Regions from separate parts of the Mus musculus genome. Here region 2 is linked to region 1. A link is a contact called in public HiChIP or PLAC-seq data. All regions are on one chromosome and are shown on one strand. Each heading gives the region's core, a stretch centred on a gene start, on an enhancer-like site or on the middle of the called end of the contact. The rest is flanking DNA. Distances are from core to core; before and after follow the strand shown.

Region 1 (5,901 bases), core at 1,196-3,695:
AGACTAATTGTCTCATGCCTGCTCTGGCTGGGGTATGATTCTGCCGGCTGCTGATAGTATAATTCCTAGGAGGAATATGGAAAGAGTATAAAGGCCACAGCCCTGAGAGGGAACTTTGAAGGAGGGGTGTGTGTGTGTGTGTGTGTGTGTGTGTGTGTGTGTGTGTGTGTGACTGTTTCTCCTGATGGTTCCTGCTCCTGCTGTTGTTGATGGTCTAGAGAAAAAAAAAGATAAGAAGAAATTGGACATTTCCTAACTAGACAAAGATTGGACTTTCCTCCAAGGAACTCAATGTTCCTATCCAGTAGGAAGTAGTTTAAAGAGACCTACACCTCATTTCTAGACTAACCTTTCTATCCTACCTGGTATTGGGGTATAGAGGGAATAAGGGTTGGAAGGGAGGGGGTAGAATATAAGAAAGCAAATAAAATAGCTATAAAATTTTTATAATTGTTTTCTCTTATTTCAGATCTTAAATGTTTATTTTATGTGTATAAATGTTCTGTCTGCATCACATGCTTGACTGATGCCCAGAGAGATCAAAGAAGGCATTGCATCTCCCTGGAACTGGAGTTACAGACCCACCAGGTGGAGTTCAGAGCCACCCTGTGGATGCTGGGAAATGAACCTGGGTCCTCTCTAAGAGCAGCCAGTACTCTAAAGAGCTGAGTCATCTCTTCAGCCCCTGGTTGTTTGTGCTGGTTTGTTTTGTTTCTTATATACACAGGTTCTTAATGTGGCCCAGGCTAGCCTAAAAACTGATAGGAGGCTGAAGATGACTTTGAACTCCTGACCCTCCAGCTTCTTCAGCGGGCCACATACTGTGGGATTAGAGCCAGGCCACCACCACATCTGCCTAAATTAAAATCTTAATCAGCTAAATGTTTAAATTATGTAGAAATAACTAACCAAGTATAACCATCAAAACTTAAAATGTAGGGCTGGTGAGATAGCTCAGCAGGTAAAGAGCCTTACTAACTGTTTGTCTTCAGACCCAGGGACAAGGGACTGAGATGCATAATATTTTTACATATCAAAGCAGACCTCGCCTTCAGGCTCTCCCAACATTCCTCAGTCCCAACCCTGCATATCCCTCCCCCAACCCTGAACTTTCCAGCCCAGGGGCTGGGCTGCCCTTCCCCCTGAGGCTCTTCCCTATATAATCAGACCTTTTGGCCTCCGACCCCCTCCTCTTCTGTCTTCCCCCTTTCCTTCTCTCTATACACATGCTTTCTCTCTTTCTTTTTCCCCTCCCCTCTGTGTCCGTTCCCATGATGACTATCCCGCCTTTTCCCTTGGGGCCATGAACTCAACCACCAGGGAGCCCCTTCCCAATAAACTTACATTTATACATATTTTAATGTTTTGAATCGACTTACTTGTCCAGTGTAGAGAAATAATTTATTACTACTGACCTTGGTGAATGAATTTAAGCCCCTATAAAAACCCACTTAGTAGCAGGAGAAAACCAGGGGACCACAAGTTGTCCTCTGACCTCTATATACACCTGCATTGTGACATATGTGCACCCACACATAAACAGCATATGCACACACTAAGTGCGTGCTTAAACATTCCACGTAAAATCATTGCCACACAAGGCTAGATAGCAGTATCTAGGTCCTGCCCTATCAGATTCCAAAGAGTTTTTACAGCCTGTTAGGGAAGCAATAAAGTGATTGACATGTGTACAGCTGCAGTATGGTATATCCCACAGCTACACTCTCCGGATATGTTGGAGATTCAGTTTTGATTACAGAGAAGCGGCTTGTCCTGAGCACATCTTAGTTGAGACATCATTCGTCGGGGGCGGACTAGTCTAGAGGTGTTGGAGATTCGTGCTGGGATGACGTAAGGCACACCACCTCCCAGCGCTTCTGTTCACACAGGCTTTCTGTGGTCAGATAGTAAAAGCGCCGGCTGCTGCTTGCTGGGAACATCTATCAAAACACCCAGCAGAATAAGGACGCGTTAGGTCAAGACCTTACAAGGTCTCCTCTCCTTCCTCCCAGGACTTGACAGTTTTTCCCTGCGTGACTCTTTTGTAGCTTCGTGAGACTTTATTTCATGTTTATTGTTCTTTGCTCCCTTGGGGTTAAATATTAAGCCCATTTCTGGAAGTCTGCTATGCTTGGGTCCACAAAGATTCCTAACAAGGGCTTAATGAAGGTGGAGAGTGGCACCTGGCGGTCCAGTCTGACTGGGCGGAGCATCGGATAGCCTGGGCTTTGTCTAATTTGCTGTAACTTTTATATCGACCTTGTTTAGGTACGGGTGGCTGACACAGAACAAGACCTGATTAAAAATAGAAAAAAGAAAAAAAAAATCTGTGTTTCTGCGGCAGTGCAGGCTAAGACAGCAAACACGGAGTCCTTAAACTCAACCCTGCTAGTCCATGAGCTGTGTGGCACAGGAACCCCGGGGCAAGTTAAATATTAAGCAGGAAAAGTCCCAGATCCGATATGTAACAGCAGAGACCGACATAAACAAACACAGCTAGCTCTGAGGAACATGGGAGGCTGCGGAGGCCTGTCAGTGAGTTGAGGGACACAAGGAACGCTTGTGTTTGCAGATTTTTCTCACCACCACTATGAGCTGCATCCACTGTGAAAACTAGCACTTTACATGCCCGACATGGTAGAAGGTTCTAGAACGCAGGGGCCCATCTTACTTCATTAACATTTGTTTGGTTTCTTCATATCACAAGTGTATCACAAGTACCGAATAGTCCAGTCCCTTTCCTATTTATTCACTTAGAGGCTTCTTTGCCTGTTTCTTGTCAGGCACACTCTCCTGGCTGGGTCCACAAGAGGAGGAAGCAGCAAACTTAACAGAACATTTTAAGATTTTTCACTGGACACCTTATATATTTGCTGGTTCAGGTAGTCATTTTGAGGTCAGAGAAACATTCTTAGAAATAGCCAAGGTGTGGTTTCTGACTCCCTGCCCCCACCCCGGGATAAGGAACTGAGGACATATTTTACATATCAAAGCATAGCTCGTCTCCAGGTTCTCCCAGCATCCCTCAGTCCCTACTTCGTCTATCCTACCCCCCAACCCTGAACGTTCCATCCCAGGTGCTGGGCTGCTCTTCCCACAGAGATCTCTCTCTCCCTCCCTCCCTCCCTTTCTTCCTCTCCCTCCCTCTCCTCTCTCTGCAGCCAGTGCATGCCCTTTCTTTCTCTCCCCGCTCCCCACTTCTCTCTCCCCATGATGGCTTTGGACCCTAGAGCAGCTTTTCAATAAACCTGCCTGTATATAATCTAATCTGGCTTGAATGGGCTCATTTCACCAGTGGAGAAATAACCTATCAGCCAATAGAAACCAAACCTAGTGACACCCACCTAACACTCAGGAAGCTGAGGGAGGAGGCTCAGGAATTTGAGAGCAGCCTGGGACACATAGCCAGCCGCTGCCAATAAAAAGAAAAGAATGACTGCTCTTCCAGAGGTCCTGAGTCCAAATCCCAGCAACCACATGGTGGCTCACAACCATCGGTAATGGGATCTGACGCCCTCTTCTGGTGTACCTGAAGACTGCAACAGCTTACTCACATATATAAAATAAATACATCTTAAAACCAAAACCAAAACAACACAAAACAAAAACAAGAAAAAGAAAAGAAAAAAGAAGAACCGAGCAGTAGTAGGTAAATGCTGGGGCAGTGGGTATAGTTCAGTGCTAGGAAACTTGTTCAGCTTGCACAGGGCCTCAAGCCCCACACTTGCACATGAAATAACATAGAGTATTTATTGCAGTCTAAATATATGCTTTGCTAAATGTTTTCTATGGAAGGTTTACAACAATTCCATTATAAGTACTCATAAAATTCCCAGTTTATGGGCAAGGGCCAAGAGCACAAGGTCATGGTATGCACTTAATGGGGAAGAAAAATCTAGAATAAGACTTGTTCCTGGAGAGCAAAACACGTTTTAAATTTTTAAATTTATGTTTTAGAGACAGGGTCTTACTGACCCTACACTGTCTATAAACTCATCCCTCCTGCCTCAGCCTCCTGACAGCTGGGATTATAGGGGTGGGTCGCTACCTACCCACAATGCTGCTGTTTCTGATCCCTGGCTCCTCCTCCCCACCCTCTGGAGTCTGAATTTTATAGGGAAGAGCCGCTAGGGAAAAGTCAGCCCTGCCCCTGGGCTGGAAAGTTCAAGATTGGTGTGCAGGGGATGCCTCTTAAAGACCAAGGGAGGCTGGGTGAACCTGGAGGCCAGGTCTGCTTTGATATGTAAATATACTCCTTAGTTCCAAGTCCTGGGTCTGAAACCAAGCTGGTGGGAAACAAACAAACAAACAAACAAACAAGGAAACCTTGAAGTACCAGACAGTTCAGCTACCTTCTCCTTCCTCAATTAGGCAACTGCAGGAGAAAGACAAAGAGACTCAGCGCCCTCCCAACTCTTTGGGATCCTGAATGAGAAGAGATTAGAGTTTAGACAGCTGGCCATTGTCATGCACATCTAAGCAGTAACAGTGGATGCATAGCCCCGCCCACCCAGAATAGTCTGGGCTTCACTGTCGTCCTGTAAGCTATGGGAAATCTTTGGGGAGGGAGACAAATTCTCACGTCTGGCTCCCCTGGAGCTGTTTCCTCCTTCCAGTATGAGATTCCTAGGGTGATTTCTATTTCTTGGGGATCTATGGTTTGAATAGCCTAACTGACACATTGAGAGACCTAAGAGTCTCTTTAAAACATATTTATTTTTTCTAGCCTCCTTACAAAGCTTCAGTTTAGGAAATGAATCAAGGAAATGGCTAAACCCCAGCTTACAGTGGCCACATGATAGAGGTTTGTTCAATAAAGTATATCACACACACACACACACACACACACGTTTGCTCCAAGTTTGTAGCAGTCTGTAGCCTCGGAGGTTTTGCCGCCGATGCTGTTTCTGGCTCTCCTCTATGAGAGTTCCCTTTGAGTCATTCCTGGAGGCAGACTCCTGTGTCTCTAATTTCCTCAGAGCCTCCTGAAGGCACCAGCAAGGTCAAGGCTGACATCTGGTGGTGCAACTGGGACCTTGGTGGTCAGAGAAAAATCAAGTTGAGCTCATAACAAAAATACAGAGGTAAAGGGCAAAGTGATTTGTTGAAACCGGACACTTGATCCTCGAACCGGAATAGAAAGAGAGGCAAACCCTGAGGCTGCTAGAGCTTTTCCATGGAACACAGCAGCAGCCACTACTCTTGCTGAGGGTTTATGCGCATCATTGTTGTATTTGCCTCATGAGTGTGATCCAAAGAAACCTAAGGCCTCTCTCAGCAATACTTCAGCTCAATCTTACCTCTGTCTTCATCTCTACCTGCTTTGTGATTCCCCCTCCCCCCTCCCCCCAACCAGGTACAACTGTTCTGGTAAAAGCAAAAGTCTGTGTTAAAACAGGTCAGAGGGAAGCTGGGAGAGATGGCTCAGCGGTTAAGAGCACTGACTGCTCTTCCAGAGGTCCTGAGTTCAATTCCCAGCAACCACATGGTGGCTCACAACCATCTGTAATGGGATCTGATGCCCTCTTCTGGTGTGTCTAAAGATAGCTACAGTGCACTTTAAAACAAACAAATAAACAAACATGACAGAGAGGTTGACAACATCAAGGAAGGCTTGCAACCACATGGTGGCTCACAACCATCCGTACCGAAATCTGATGCCCTCTTCTGGAGTGTCTGAAGACAGCTACAGTGTACTTACATATAATAAATAAATACATCTTTTAAAAAATGGGAAAAAAATAAAAAGAAGACAAGGCACTTTTCATTTAGGCTGGCGGTGAGAGTTGCCACTGCCCTTTCATTCCTGACAAATTCTTGATTCTTGAGTTGGCCTTACTTTGTGTACATAAAATCAAAGTCACAAAGAAGAATGCCTTGGTTTTCATCTAGATAAAGTGT
Region 2 (6,589 bases), core at 3,080-5,579, 42 kb after region 1:
GGTGCGTCAGGTACAAACAAGCGTATTGTTCCTTCAGGCCTTAGAGTTAGTGTGCAATGAGATGAAATCGAGCAAAATGCGCTGTGTGTACATAATGGGATTTTGTTTAGCTGTAAAGGGAAACGAAATAATTCCCAGGAAAACAGATAGATCTGGAGTTCACAAGGTTAAGCAAAACAAGCCCAATTCAGAAGAAACGGAATATGTTTTCTTGAATATAAAGAATGTAAGCTGGGCGTGGTGGCGCACGCCTTTAATCCCAGCACTTGTGAGGCAGAGGCAGGCGGATTTCTGAGTTCGAGACCAGCCTGGTCCAGGACAGCCAGGGCTACACTGCCTCAAACAAAACAAAACAAAACAAAAAACAAAAACAAACAAACAAACAAAACTCTGACCCATAATTGTTCGGGCTGGTGAGATGGCTCAGTGGGTAAGAGCACCCGACTGCTCTTCCGAAGGTCCGAAGTTCAAATCCCAGCAACCACATGGTGGCTCACAACCACCCATAATGAGATCTGATGCCCTCTTCTGGTGCGTCTGAAGACAGCTACAGTGTACTTACATATAATAAATAAATAAATAAATCTTAAAAAAAAAAAAGAATGTAGATTCACATGCATGTGTATGCGCGTGTAGGGCATGAAAATTAACAAGTAGGGTGAGAGGGAAGATGAAGTCAGAAGAGACTGGGAAACAGGAGGGAGTAGTGGAAGATGGGGTGGTTTGTGACACAGAAGTAGGAGCTAATTGACGAGAGGAAGGGAACCATCATAGGGGTGGGATTGGACAGGGGATGGCTCTCTCTCTCTCTCTCTCTCTCTCTCTGTGTGTGTGTGTAAAAACATAGTACAATGAATGATGAATGAAGAATATTCATGAAAATGTCACATTTCTTTGTATACTAACCAAAAATTAATTTAAAATATCATCATTTTCACTTTTATATCCCAACGTACAATACTCACATTTGAGGCAGTGACTACTAGTTAGTCTTATTTGGAACTTATATCAACCTTTGACTAAGAGAAGATAGAAAACCCTGAATGACAGAGTATGGTCTAACTGCAGTGGTCTATAACTCCTGTTCCAGGGGATCTAGCAATCTTTTCTGGCCTTCACAGGCACAGACATACTTGTAGGTAAAACACCAATGCATAGAAGAATAAAAATAAATATATCTTTTTTTAAAAAAAGGAAATGACAACCCCAGTGTGTGAATATAACTTCTATTTATTATAGGTTAGATCCATAAGCACATGTTATTTAACTCACATGACACTATCTCAAAAAATATATATTTTAAGATATGTAATAAATGGAATAAGATGAATTTTTTTAAGTATAGGAATAGTCAGCTCAGAAGCAAAAGAGATTTGCCAAAGTAAAGAACAAGGCTTTTAAATTCAGGTTTAAAAACAAAGTTTTCATGCAAGGTGCAAGGCTTCAGGGGAGCCCTTTGGCTCCCCCCACCCCGTGTGTGTGTGTGTGTGTGTAGATCTAAGAAAGAAATAGGATTATACCCACGATAGGAACAGATATATAGATATATTCCCAAAGTTCCCAGCTGTGTTGGGAAGCTGGAATGTTAGTTAGCTTTGAAAAAGTCCTAAAACTATACAGTGTTTTCTAGACCAAAAGAGAAGACTTTAAGTGGATGCTTCTTGCAATGTTTCCAAGATTCAGCTCTCAATACTTCATTAGACTCTGACTGCTGATCTTTTTTTTTTTTTTTTTTTTTTTTTTTTTTTGAGACAGGTTTCTCTGTATAGCCATGGCTGTCCTGGAACTCACTTTGTAGACCAGGCTGGTCAGAAATCTGCCTGCCTCTGCCTCCCAAGTGCTGGGTGGGATTAAAGGTGTGCGTCACCATGCTCGGCCTGACTGCTGATCTTAAAGATGTGCATTGAAGGACTACACAGCGACAGAGAAACCCCATCTCAGAAAACCAGCCAGCCAGCCAAACAAACAAACAAAAAGAAAGCAAGCATATAGAAACATGGTCTTGATTTAAACTTTTATTGGGCAGTGGTGGCTTATGCCTTTACTCCTAGCAGTAAGGAGGCAGAAGCAGGAGGATCTCTGAGTTCAAGGTCGGCCTGGTCTACAGAATGAGTTCCAGGACAGCCAGGGCTACACAGAGAAACCCTGTCTTGAAAACCAAACCACACCAAAAAGATAGCCACTGAAGGAACACTGAGTAGACACATTTGAAAGAGCTGGAAGGTCATTCCCAACCACAACGGACTGAAACACGGATTGAAAACAGCCCTTCTGTTTCAGCATTAACTTGAAGTTGATGTCAATGGAAAGGAATAGGCAATAATTCAAACGTTAAAGCCAAGCCTACGGGTACTATTCTGTAATTCCAGCTCTTGGATGCTGAACAATTGTAGAGAGTTTGTTGCCAGCATGGGCTGCTGAGTGATATTCTGTCTCAAAAAGTCAAAACCAACGAAACCCCCAAAGGAACAAACACAATTCAAAAGTTAAAGACAATGAAGGAAAGGCTAGTTACAATAAAAAATATGACTTTTATAATACAAACTGTAAAAGTGTGTGTGCGTGAGTGCGCATTCCTGTGTAAGCCAGAGGTTAATGCCGAGTTAATTCTCCATTTGAGTTTTTGAGATCAAGTCTCTCACTGAACCTGGAACTCAATAATAAGGCTAGAATGGCTGGCCAGGAGTCCTCCTGTCAACCCCGTCTAAAAGTCTAATAAAACTTTCTGCATACTTGTTTATACATGTATTTCTTATTTTATGATCATCAGAGAGTCTTCCATTTTTGGATTTTCATAATTAAATAATGCACTACCTCTCCCATATCATATCTAACTCCTAACTACCTCCCCCAAGGGATTTAGAACGGTGTTTACAGTGGTCACCAGCACCTTGGTACATTATTAAAAGGGGATAATAATAGACATTTGAGGAGTAAAACATTGGAAAGGACATATATCCAAGGAACAAATACTCCTTGAATTCAGGCTCCTACTTGCCAGAAAAGTCTGTTTCAGTTCGCCAAGCCGACGCAGGCGGCAGGTGGCGCTCTCACCCTGGCAGTCCCGCGTGCGGGTTTTTAGTCTTTGCGTTCGACTACCGAGGGACCCGGGCGAATAGCGCACATTAATGAAGCACAGAAGGATCTTCAAGCTGCAAAGCAGCCTTCTTTCTCTGTGGCGGAGTTGAAGCCAAGACTGATCCCGACTCGGGGTCTCAGGGAGGAGGCTATAGCGATCCTTTTCACTTTAAGGCGAAGTTCAGAAACTACGCAGAGAGGCCACTTGGAGAACATTTGGAGTGAAGTACGCAAATTTGAAGAAAGCCTAAGCTTGGAAGGTTCGAGGTCTCGGGAATCACCTTGAATGGTGTAGCGCATCCCTTCCTGTGCTCTCAGAAGGGCATTTTGGAGGCAGGTTCGGGAACGTATGAGAGTACCTCTCACTGATTCTCTACCGCCTGCTCTTGGAACTGATCAAAATCACAGTCATTTTGGTCTTTTCTCACAAATGGTCGGCGTGTATGCAACTCCCGCTCTCCATTTGAGCCGATGACAACTTCTGGTGTGACACTGGACGCCTGGGCATTTGCTAACCTGACACAAAATGGGAAGATGACCTTTTAAAAAGCGCCCAGAGGACAAGAACTCAGATCCAGTCCCCAGCCACCAAGAGCTCTGAGCATCTCTAGCCATTCCAGAACAGGACTTCTCAAAGGGCGTGGCCCGCACAGACCAGAGTCCCCAGAGTTTTATAGACGATGGGTCCTTCGGATTCGCTCAAACCTACTGACTGTAATCTCTGAGCATGGGGAAAGGAGATCTGCTGGTCCAACAGCATAAAACTGTCCATATTTTGTTTCTACGACCAAGAAAACCCTCCAATTTAGCATTCTTCCAGTCGATTCCCGTTGAATAAATGTCTACCCTTGGCGACTGTGCTGGTCCCTAGGACTTGAAGAGCAAGGGAGAGGGGACCCACTGTGGGAAGGCAAAACTCATCTTTGGGGATGGAGCCTGGACGAGTGCTGGAGATTTCCCAGTGACTCGGGGGTTCTGATGGGGGGGGGGGGAGCACAGGGCACTGCTTTAGTTGTGGGGGTGGGGAGGACCCAGGGGCTCCTCAATTGCGTTCTATACCCGGCTGCCACGCGCACCTGGGTCGGCTGCCAGTCCTTGGGCTGAACTTGGGAGGAGTGGGGCGGGCTCCTCTGCAACTCGAGCGGGGCGGGGATGCTAGAGAGGAGGAGGGAAAGTGGGGGTCTGTCTCCCCACTTCCCGCCCCCCGCCACCACCTTTGGCTTTATAATTGGCTCGCGCAGCGGTTTCTTTCCTCTTATCTGATCCTGGGTGAGAGGCGAGGGGAAGGAAGCTCTGTAGGGCAGGAGGCGACGGGAGAGGGACAAGGAGAGGACAGAGTGAACGACAGGAAAGAGAAGTTAATTGAGAAAGGGTACTCTGAGGGAAGGCGAGCCAGGGCAGTGGTTCGCTAAGAACCAGTCGGCGGCTAATCTTCCCTAGGCGCCAAGAGGTCCCCAACCTGGGCTGGAACGTTGCCCTGCACAGGTCAGTTCGTCTTTCCCTACTGTTTTCCCGCTCGGCTTTGCATAATTCATAGGTGAAGAAAGAGCCCCAGTGAGAGCCACCTGCAGACGGATGCGATTGCCAGGACCAACCACTGCAAGTGTGCCCGCGGGGTGGCCGGAGACCTTAGGGGTGAGCTAGGAGACCGTGCACCCAGATAGATGCTTGTCTGGGGACCACAGGGCAGAGAGATTGCAACGCGCCTAGTGACCGACGGGTGTGTGGACAGCAAAGGAGCCCTCCGTTTCTCTCTGAGGATCCCTCCCTCCCATGGTGTCTGTGTGCGGTGGGCGCCGGGCTGGAATTGGCTGCATTTGGCAGCTCTGTAGTGGTGGCTCCAGCAAGTTCAATTGGTAAAGGCTTAGGGAGTCTTTTGGAAGCACCGTGTACGCACAGAGCACAACGCTGTTTAGATTCTATTTGGCAGTGGATCGGGAGACCAGTCCTTGGAGAACACGCATCCAAGCATTCACTGGACTGTTGCTGCACGTCGGGGCAGCTGTGGACCAGGCTCTGCACGGAAAGGGGGGTAGCCAGTGAGAGTTCATAGACAGTAGAATGATACCAAGCTCCCAGTGTTGCTGCTTTGAGGGGAACCACCAAGCTAAGCTGCTGCAGGAACCTTCTTCACTTTTTTTTCCTTTTATTTTTGCGAACTCCTCTTGCGTTCCGCTTGTGGGCATCCGGAGCATCTGCAGAAGTTGGGCTTTAGCATGCAGTATGCACAGTCTGGAGCAGGGCTAGGTTAGGTTAGGTTAGAGGAGCCCCGTGATTCTTTCGAGTAAGTAACCTTAGTTACCCGCCACGGTTTGGAGTCATTATGCAAACTTGGTGCTGAGTTCTTGGGTGCTCAGTGGGTAGCTAGTCTTGTGCTCAGGGTTGCTTAGGCAAGGTCTAGGAGAGCTGTTAACTTGCCCTGAAGAGCACCTCTGAAGATGCTCACGTGCAGTTCTCAGAGTGGTATGAATCCCTCTCCCACTTCCCTCCCCCGCTTCCAACTCCCCAACCCCGCCAACTGCTGGAACATGACTTCTAGATCTGACTGGAGTTCCAAGAAAGAAAGATCTATTTATTTAGGCAGGGTGGTATGTAGCTCAGGCTGGTCTAAAAGTTTTCTTCAGAACAGAGGGAGGAGACCTTGGGCTCACATTCCTCCCGTCTCCACCTCCCAAGTGCAGGATTGCAGGTGTGTGCGCGCGCCACTGCCTGGCTTTGACTCTGCTGGAAGCCTTGCAGAGTTGTTTGCTGGTAGCAAGTGTTAAAGTGGAGCACTAGCAGTAGGAAGAGAAATAGGAGGAAGACCTCTGTGACACCACGGTTAGGAGAAAATGAGATTTCTCAATCTTCAGTTACTGGAGGTCCTGGCCTCAGCTTCTACCAAAGGACCAAAGGCACTTCTTTATAGGATGGAGTAGCAAGCAGGCTCAGGGTGGCTGCACTAAAGAGATTGGGTGTTCTGTTGCTGAAGAGGGACTCCACCTCTATAGGTAGCCTCACTATTACATTAGAAATGGGTGGGTGGGTGAATGGAGGGTCGGACAGATGGAATTTAGATCTGATGTTAAGAGAATAACACGGAGGGGGTTTTGTTGCACCTGGACCCAATGCCAGATTTTCTAATACAGTTCTTTGATGGTTTGATTTGGTTGGTTTGTTTGTTTTGTTATTTATTTTGTTGTGACAGGTTGTGCCATGACTGGCCTGGAACTCATCAGGTAGCCCCCGCTGGCTAGGAACTCTAGGACCCTCTTGCCTTCGTTCCCTCAGTGCTGGCATTACAGGCATAGGCCACCATGCCTGGTTCCTTGTTTGTGTTGTAAACAGTCTACTTGATAATCATTTCACACAGGACACAATTCACACATTTAAAGTGCATAACTCAAGAGCTTTTAGTATATTTAAAATGTGCAGTACACATCCCAAATTAAGAATTATTTTAGGTTTCTGGAGATGGCTTAGTGGTTAAGAACACCTACCGCTCTTCTAGAGAGGGTTAGGGTTAGGTTAG

The links. HiChIP or PLAC-seq counts read pairs in DNA pulled down with a chosen protein or histone mark.
Region 2: a contact with region 1 is called in an H3K27ac HiChIP or PLAC-seq map of embryonic stem cells, with 11 read pairs. The contact joins the promoter of Col14a1 here to the enhancer-like site in region 1. A contact is called at or near these places in 1 of 39 promoter capture datasets (liver), 2 of 15 datasets of contacts at CTCF or cohesin (both in embryonic stem cells), 24 of 484 Hi-C or Micro-C datasets (the HPC-7 cell line, LSK cells, the MC38 cell line and 12 more), 2 of 115 datasets of contacts at active chromatin or transcription factors (both in embryonic stem cells) and 1 of 9 other capture datasets (adipose tissue).

What each region holds. Positions count from the first base shown.
Region 1 is chr15:55,263,791-55,269,691 of GRCm38.p6, forward strand. No RefSeq gene overlaps it. Among named protein-coding and RNA genes, the nearest start is that of Gm26296, 4.1 kb to the left of the region's middle. Within about 2 kb of position 2,446, at least 55 of the 459 cell types and tissues checked have an H3K27ac peak or open chromatin away from gene starts, as enhancers often do. A contact at or near this core is called in adipose tissue, embryonic stem cells and liver, where this site is marked.
Region 2 is chr15:55,303,422-55,310,010 of GRCm38.p6, forward strand. It overlaps Col14a1 (collagen, type XIV, alpha 1), which reads left to right and starts at 4,330. Exons shown (of 48, transcript NM_181277.4): 1 at 4,330-4,563.